2 separate regions of the Mus musculus genome follow, and region 1 is linked to region 2. The links are chromatin contacts, called in public promoter capture Hi-C maps. All regions are on one chromosome and are shown on one strand. The core of a region is the stretch at or near the end of the contact, and the rest is flanking DNA. Distances in the headings are between cores, read along the strand shown. Region 1 holds the start of F930015N05Rik (RIKEN cDNA F930015N05 gene). Region 2 has its middle 2.9 kb from the start of Gm29851.

Evidence for each region. Promoter capture Hi-C pulls out the DNA fragments that hold promoters and counts their contacts.
Region 1: a promoter capture Hi-C map of frontonasal cranial neural crest shows a contact between it and region 2, with 10 times the contacts expected there. The contact joins the promoter of F930015N05Rik here to the enhancer-like site in region 2. A contact is called at or near these places in 7 of 39 promoter capture datasets (the 3T3-L1 cell line, 3T3-L1-derived adipocytes, cranial neural crest and 3 more), 6 of 484 Hi-C or Micro-C datasets (CD4 T cells, CD8 T cells, LSK cells and 3 more), 5 of 115 datasets of contacts at active chromatin or transcription factors (craniofacial prominence, embryonic limb bud, embryonic midbrain and 2 more) and 3 of 9 other capture datasets (adipose tissue, embryonic stem cells and liver).

The regions. Positions count from the first base shown.
Region 1 is chr11:64,434,403-64,438,353 of GRCm38.p6, reverse strand. It overlaps F930015N05Rik (RIKEN cDNA F930015N05 gene), which reads left to right and starts at 1,680. Exons shown (of 1, transcript NR_028445.1): 1 at 1,680-3,951. It overlaps Hs3st3a1 (heparan sulfate (glucosamine) 3-O-sulfotransferase 3A1), which reads right to left and starts at 3,022. Exons shown (of 2, transcript NM_178870.5): 1 at 1,728-3,022. The coding sequence starts at 2,287.
Region 2 is chr11:63,250,972-63,254,924 of GRCm38.p6, reverse strand. No RefSeq gene overlaps it. Among named protein-coding and RNA genes, the nearest start is that of Gm29851, 2.9 kb to the right of the region's middle. Within about 2 kb of position 1,529, at least 24 of the 459 cell types and tissues checked have an H3K27ac peak or open chromatin away from gene starts, as enhancers often do. A contact at or near this core is called in embryonic limb bud, where this site is marked.

The DNA of each region.
Region 1 (3,951 bases), core at 431-2,930, 1.2 Mb before region 2:
ATAGTAAAGGACAGGGCGGCCTTAAAGTTTATGACTTTTTCTTTTTCTTTTTTTTTTTTCCATACTTTTTTTTTTAAAGTAGTTGTGTTTCGAGTTACCTCAAAACCTTCTTGCTTTTACATGATTTCAGAAAGTTCCACAGAAAATCAGATCCAGGTCTGTAGATATACCATGCCCTCAAACAGACGTTACTGGAGTAAGAAGAAGCAATCCCATCTTGTGAAAATAAAGTTTAGTAGGGCAAAGCAAAAATGAAGGGGATTAGTACTAAATGTTTCACTATATTTAATTGTACCTCAGAGCCCAGGGCCGGCCTGTATGTCTCAGACTGATGGCTTGAAATGGGTCTCTCCCTGCACTGTATGAGGCCACATTCAATGCGAGCGGCTCTAGATAAGAGTTTTAGGGGTCTTTAATCACTTCATTCTTGTGTCCTTGGGGAATAGCACAGAACAGCCTTTGTGTCCAGAAGAAGGACCTGTTGTCCAGACTCAACAGGTCACTGCATAAGAACTTCCCAGAGGATAGGGCATAAATGACAGAAGCATGGGGGAGGGAGTATATTTAAGTGGCTGATGATTTTAAATGATATATATGCTATATCAGGGGAAAGCTGATTGTTTTTCTTTCCAATGACTGGGAAGTTACTGTTTTTAGAAGTGTTTAATGTTTGAATTTGATTATTATTTTTTTAGGACTAAACTATAAATTCAGCTCCCGAAATCAATCTGAACATGTTCTTGACTCTACAAGTGAATAAACTCGTCACATCATGTCTGTCTGTATTTTATGAATGGTTCCTTCCACGTGTACCTCAACTGTGTCATAACTTTTCTAATATTGTTTCAGTTATAATGAGAATGAATATTTTATGAACAGGCTGAACTTTATAAAAATGAGAAAATTCTAACCATATGAATTTTGTCCTTGAACTTGGAGGAGAGGGGAAAATAAATCAGTATTTTTTACCACAAACCAAATCCAGGCCACGCTAGAATTTATTAGAGTTTGGCTAACTCTGATATTATAGGTGATCTGAATTTGACACTGGCAAATCAGCTTATCCTGTAAATAACATTTACTTCCTAAATTGTATCCAGCGCATTTTCCCATGATTTCCCCCCCCCCTTTAAAATTAACTATCTTATTTGTAAAGATAATAGTTAGGAGATCTTTAGAAAAATTTCTGTCAGGCTGATAGTATTACCAACAAAGTGTTCTTTAAAACCCAGTTAGTCGTTGCTGGCACGTGATGAGGCATAGATTATCCAAACTACAGGGACTCTTGACACTTTTACTAAGTTTCTATATGACTTACCACCTTGGACAACTATCTGGCAAAGGGTCAAGGCAAATAAATACCGGAGCAAAGACCCATGTTAACCACAGGGAATTACCCCAAAGATAAAGGAATAGACATAGGCTTCCCTTGGTAAGCCCAGTAATGAGGAACAGTTTTCTAACTTAAAAGGAAACTCTCCTCTTTCCTTTTCTTTTCCTTTATCTAATTACTAGGGCGATTTCAAGGAATAAGATGTTTGGGGAACTGGGGAGCCCTGACAATTAAAATCAAGATCTCCATTCCTCTCTCCATCTGCCCCTCCCCAAGGGAGAAGAACGGGAGCCCAAGATGGGAACAGCTACTGCTCCCCCTTTGCCATCCCTTCCTAGTCTCCCCCTCTGCACAGCCAGCGCTCAGAAGTACCCATGGGGGTCCCCGCGCTCACCGGTACCAGGCGAGGCCCTTGTGGTAGCTGCGGTCAAAAAAGTGGGGCTCAGCACCCACGGCACGCACGTCGGGGTGCACGCGCAGGAACTCCAGCAGCGCCCGCGTGCCGCCCTTCTTCACGCCGATGATGATGGCCTGCGGCAGCTGCTTGCTGCCCTCGTCCAGAAGTAAGGCCAGGGTCCCCGGCTGGGCCTCGGCCACGCTGCTTCCCGCCCCGGAGCCTCCTGGTGCGGCGGCCAGCCCAGGGCTCTGCTCCTCCTGGTCGCTGCTGTCTCCTGGCCCCGACCGCCCGCGCCTCCTCCGTTGCCTCAGCTGCAGGAGGCGCTTCCTTGGCGCTCCCGCGGGCCACATCGCCAGTTCCCTGGGTCCTGCAGGGACGCCGCGCCCCGGGACCCCCGCGACGGGGCCCGAGCCGGGTGGGCAGCGCTCCGCCAGGCAGTAGAAGACGTAGAGGGAAGTGAGTAGCGAGCAGAGCATCAGCAAGAACTTCCTGAAGATGCTGCGCGACAGTGGCTCCGCCGGGCTGGGCTGGGCGCCGGTGGGACCCGAGGGGGCCATCCTAGCCAGAGGCGACCTCGGACGGCGAGCGGGCCATGCTAGGCCACGACTGTGCTGGGAGCTCCGCCATCCCCGCTGCCAGCCAGCGTGCTGCCCCGCGGCCGCATCGCCTGAGCCGCCCTGCGTGCCTGAGAGCTGCCCCGCTGGGCGGCAGCAGGGGCTGGAACTAGGGACCAAGCACTGCGAGCCCTTCTTGGGGTCCTGGGCTTCGGGCGACGAGGAGGAAAGGGGTGCGGGGCCGTGCTTAAGAAACCATGGTCTTGGGTCTGAAACGCGCCCGAGTCCTGAGCCTAGCTGCGCAGAGCTCCGCGCCCTGGGTCTCCGAGAGTCGCCCGGCAAGGGAGTCTCTGCGGCGGCAGTGGCGAAGGTGCTCGGCTCAGCAGGGTCCTGAGCGGTGCGGAACTTGGCTCAGCGATAACACATCCTTGGCTCAGTCCCCCGTGGAGCGGGCGCAGGACTCTCGGGCCGAAGAATTGTGTACGCTCCGGTTAGAACGAGTGACCCTTTTTCCAGCTTCTGCTCTCCTGGCCCGCCCAGGAGCGTGCCCTGAGTCCTGGCTCAGCTCGTCTCAGCAACCGAGCAAGCAAAGTCCCCCTAGTCCCTCTATCCGAATGGGACTCAAGCCTTCTGGCCTCTTGAGCGCTCCGGAAGTCTACCCACTCCTCTGGGGCCCCAGCTGGGAACAGCTTGGAGGGGCCCCGCTGTGCGGGACCTGTCAGCCACCGCTGCCACTGTGCTCTTGGGCTCTCCCCGCAGCCTCCTCAGCCGCTACCGCCACACGTGGGACGCGAAGGACAGCAAACTTGGTGGTGACGTCAACGGCCCAGGCCAGACCAACGCGGGGATCCGCTCTAGGGTGCAGAGCAGAGGCGCAGGGGCCGGGCTAGAGAGGCAGAAGGGGTGGGACCGGGACAAAAAAAAAAAAAAAAGGTGACGAGGCACCGCCCAATACACTGGAGAGGGCGCGGACGACAGAGGAGACGCCCCTTCCTCGCACTCCCTCTCTCCTTTCCTCCTTCCTCCTCCTCCACCCCTAGGTCTCTGGGCGCTGTCAGATTGACAGCGCCTGTATGATTGCCTGAGTCTAACGCCCAGCCAGTCCACCCCTTGCCGGATTGGGGGTTCTCAGACCTCTCCAGCTCAGCTTAGTCCTTAGCAGCCTTAACACCCCCAGATCCCCACTTCCTGATTCCCTCTGGTCCCAGCTTCTGTATTCCTACCCTTCTCCAGCCCACCCATCCCATCCCCTCTCATCCCAGAGACTTCTGAAGTTTTGTTCCCAAGAGTTCTTGGCAGGCCACGCCCCCATTTGTCTGGGCAAAGAGACAGCTTCAGTACAGACTTGCCTTCTACTTCCCTGTCCACTGAGGGCCCTTACAAGTCTGTCTGTTAGTTTGCTTGCTTGCTTGTTTTTCCTTTGGATTTATTTAAAAAGATGAAGAGTCTCATAGGACCTGGAAAGGAACCCCTTAGAAACTAGATCAATAAATACACCAAAACAGAAATTATATTTAAAAAATAATAAGTACAATTCCAAATCCGTATAACCAGTTGTTGATAAAGTTTAATACTTTGCATATGTGCACCACCCACATGCGTGAATGTGTTTTCACTCTTTGAGAGTTAAGAGTCCTTCCCTAAACAACGGGTTCCTTTTTCTCTTA
Region 2 (3,953 bases), core at 280-2,779:
CATCCTGGGCTTCATCCATCCCCTTTCAGTCTTTCATAGTTTACAGTCCCAAACACAAAGCAAGGCAGGGTTTGACAAAAATATAAGACTTGACTGTATTTCTCTTTGGGAAGCAGTAAAAAGAAAATGCTAGAATTTCCCAAAAGCAATCAGAAACATCATTACATGGAGAATCCTTAATCTATGATGAATGAGAAACCCTTAATGCCTTTCACATCCTGATTCAGAAACTGGTAACTGTAGGGTCTCATATTCTTCCTCCATGAACAAGTGCTTACATGGAAGCTGTGGCTTCCTACTGCAACCCAGCATTGTAAGAGGACATCCTTCTACCCAGTGCCAGCCCAGGAAAAACATCCATCTTCAAAATCCAACATGGGGGTCACAGCCCATGCCTCAAGTCACGTTCAGCCAACCATCCTCAATAAGTAGAGCCAATAAAAAGCCAAATTAAAGGTGGGAAGCAGAACACAGAGGTTTACTCAATGTGATCACTTTGGGAAGAGGGACAAAGATACCCTCCAAGTCCATCTTAGTCTGCAGGGCCTGGAAGTAAAAATAAAGCTTGAAGAGAGCCAAGGATATGCACATCTAAGGTCCAGGTGTGGTCCTGAACACCACCGACCAGCCCGGCATTGTCTGGACTCCAGTCTCACCCTCCAAGGTGGTCTGATGGTGTTATCTATGTGCAGTCACTTTCTGGAAGACAAGTGCCTCCTGTGGGTGATACCTTTGCCTTCTCCCAGCATGAGGAGACTCCTGGGGAAATGTTCATCTCTTTGGAGTCTGCTGTTTAGTAGCCTGATGGCCAGATTGAAAGATACAAGGGTTTCTTTGAAGTATCTTCATTTCTGCCAGGCCTGTTACGGATATGGGTTTCTAACAACTTCATTTTCCTTCTGCACCACTGTAAGGTAGGAAAATAGAAAATCCAACCACTGTAAGTCAGGGCCATCCGTACTTTGCACATTTGAAAGGAGTAAAATGAAGACGAGCAAATGGCCCAGCTGTCCTCCATACAACTGGCGCCATTGCCAGCTGAGTTCTAAGTTCCAGGGCTGTCCACCCAGGTCTCCAGTTGATCCTCTTAGAAGATCCCACAGGCAACGCTCAGACCCAGACTGAGGCCTCAAAGAAAGCAGTGTCTTCCCTCAAAAAGGCAGAACAACCATTGGTTCCTGCCCAACCGGTGCTTGGTGGCCCCACAGAAAGACCACAGTGAGAATAAATGGTCCAAATGATAGTGAGAGATATCCCAGGCAGTGAAAACCCTCTCCAGCCCTCAGAGCTCTGGAGAATCCAAGAAAGCCTTTCTCAACCCTCAGAGTTTTCCAGGGTCTAAGTAAGCTCTTTCTCGGGCCACAGGAAGGGCCAGGAGGGCCATGTGAACTGAGTCCTACAGATGGTTTGCCCTGGTGTGCCATCTAGAGCCTAGGCAGATGTGAATGGACAGCTGTTATTCCTGTTCCTAGGGTGCTATTGGGAGGGATCCGTGGGGCCGCCTCAGGCCAGCTCAGTCAACAGTCACTCTGATGAGAAATGCAGCAGTCAGAGGCACAGACAGGAAAAGCCAAATACCTGTCAGGCTTTTTCACACTCCAGCGCTGCCAGAAGGCCTATAAAAATGTCATTGTCTCTCAGCTGCTGGTGATTATATTACCCTTTACGTTGGCTGTTGGTAATAAAAAAAAAAAAAAAGGAGAGCAAATATCATTTTTTTTTTTTGCACTGCTCTGGCCTTCCCCTGGCCTTTTTCAAACAATAATAGACTAAATATAAAGAGACAGAAGCCATTACTTGGCTCTTTAACTAGTGCCAAGGAAAATGAATAATTAAGGAAACATTACTTGGAAGAAATGTACACAGTTGCTTTTAAGTTAGAACCAAGTAAGAGCTCTTTAAAAATACATCATTTCCCCTTTTCTTAACATGGCATTCCTACAGTGGCCTCATATATTATCGTTGCTACTGTTTAGATCTTACCAAAGGGGAAAAAGGCTTTTAGTTTCCATTATCCTATTAAAAGTCCCAAATCAAACTGAAACAGAGAATAGGGTGGGCGGGGGTGGGGGGGATGGAAAGGGGTGTTCTGTTTGTACAGCTTCCTTCGAATCTGGCCTAGCAGCCAATATTTAATTTTGTTCACCTGGGGGCAGCCATTCCAAACACCATTCTCCTACTCCCCTTGAACATCAACCTCAGTTGTGGGAAGCCTAGCTTACTGTGGAATATGTTACTAAAAATAAGCACACTCAGGTCACCCTATGCAAGCATCAGCAGCCAAATGCATGCTGGGTAAAGGCAGTTCTTGCTGGGTAAGGGCTCACTCAGGCTCTTCGTGTTCTGGCCTTGCCCTTCCAATGCCTGCATCACTCTTCCTTTCCTGTTTGGTTTTCAGCACCTCTTTTGTAGACTGAGCCTACAATTATCCGCAGTGGAATGCCCCATTCACAGCTGCCACCCAGGTAATGATCTAGCTATATCAGAGGGTTCCCGGCAGGGAGGACTAGAGAGGAAATCTAGGGAAGTCTAGTCTAGGACTAGAGAGGAAGTCACTGTCCAGCCTGTGGCCGTGAGAGCACATATCTGAGGTTTCTGATGTGGTCGGTCTTTGTGGTTTTCAAAATCAGAGACTTCCTAAAGTCTACAGGAGTCCAGATGTGCAAATGTCTGCTTGGGTGAGACTACAGTCAGAGAGACAATCTGAACCCTGATACAGACATACTTCACAGATGCAACTGCATGTGAAGCAAAGTTCATTAAACACGTGCAGTCACTGGGCTGGGGCCCTAGTCCAATGACTGATGGCCTCATAATAAGAGGTAGAAACATCGGGGATGCATGTGTGCTGAGAAGGGACTGTGTAGAGCCAGCTGCAAGCCAAGAATGGTTTCCTGGAACCATTCTGTTGCACCTTGACCTTGGACTTTCTGTTTGGGTGATAAAATAAATTTCTCTTGTGTAAACTAGCCAGCCTGTGGTATTTTGTTCCAGAATCCCTGGAGACCACACTCTGCAGACATCAATCCTTTCTCCCTTCCTGAAAACAAAGTGGTTTCGGAGGGCATCATAACAAAACACCATAAACCAGGTCACTTAGAGCAAGAGAAAGTTAATGTTCCAAAGAGGGTCAAAACCAAGATAACAGTAGGGCTGGTTCCTTCTAAGGGTCAGAAGGGAGACTTGTTTCTTGCTACTGTCCCCAGCCCCTAATGGGCCACTAGAGACCACCAGTGTTCCTCGAAGTCTTGTCTTCTCTATTCTGAGTCCAAATGTTAGTGTTTTATGAAGACGTCAGTTGAAGTGGCTCATTCTTCATAGCCCACTGCCTGCGTGGAGATCAAACTCAGGGTCTTGAGAAGGCAAACCCTATACAAAGCGTTCCACTCCTCTTTAGTGTAAGTTAAATAAATAAAGCACACACAATAAAATTGTGTGTATTAAAGGCCAGATTTTGGTGGAGGTTGGGGGGTGGTGTGCACACCCTGTGATTATAGCACTTGGAAGGCAGGGGCAGGAGGGTGTATTACAAGATCCAGGGCAGCAGCCTAAGCTACAGAAGACCACATGAGACCCTTTCTAAAATGTAATGAAAAAAAAGGAAAGGAAGGGAGGGAGGGAGGAAGGGAGGAAGGGAGGAAGGGAGGGAAGAAGCAAGGAAGGAAGGAAGGAAGGAAGGAAGGGAGGGAGGGGGAAAGGAAAGGAAAGGAAAGGAAAGGAAAGGAAAGGAAAGGAAAGGAAAGGAAAGGAAAGGAAAGGAAAGGAGGAAAAGAATTTTGTATCTATTTCCAAAGAACAATATGGCACTTTGCTAGACCATGGAGTGTCTAAGTCCTGATTCACTCATCTTAACTTGATCACCTGCAAAGGCCTTATTTCCAAATAGGGTCACATCCATAGATATTTGGGGTTAGGAGTTCAACATCACCTCGGAGGCCCGTAATTCAGCCTTC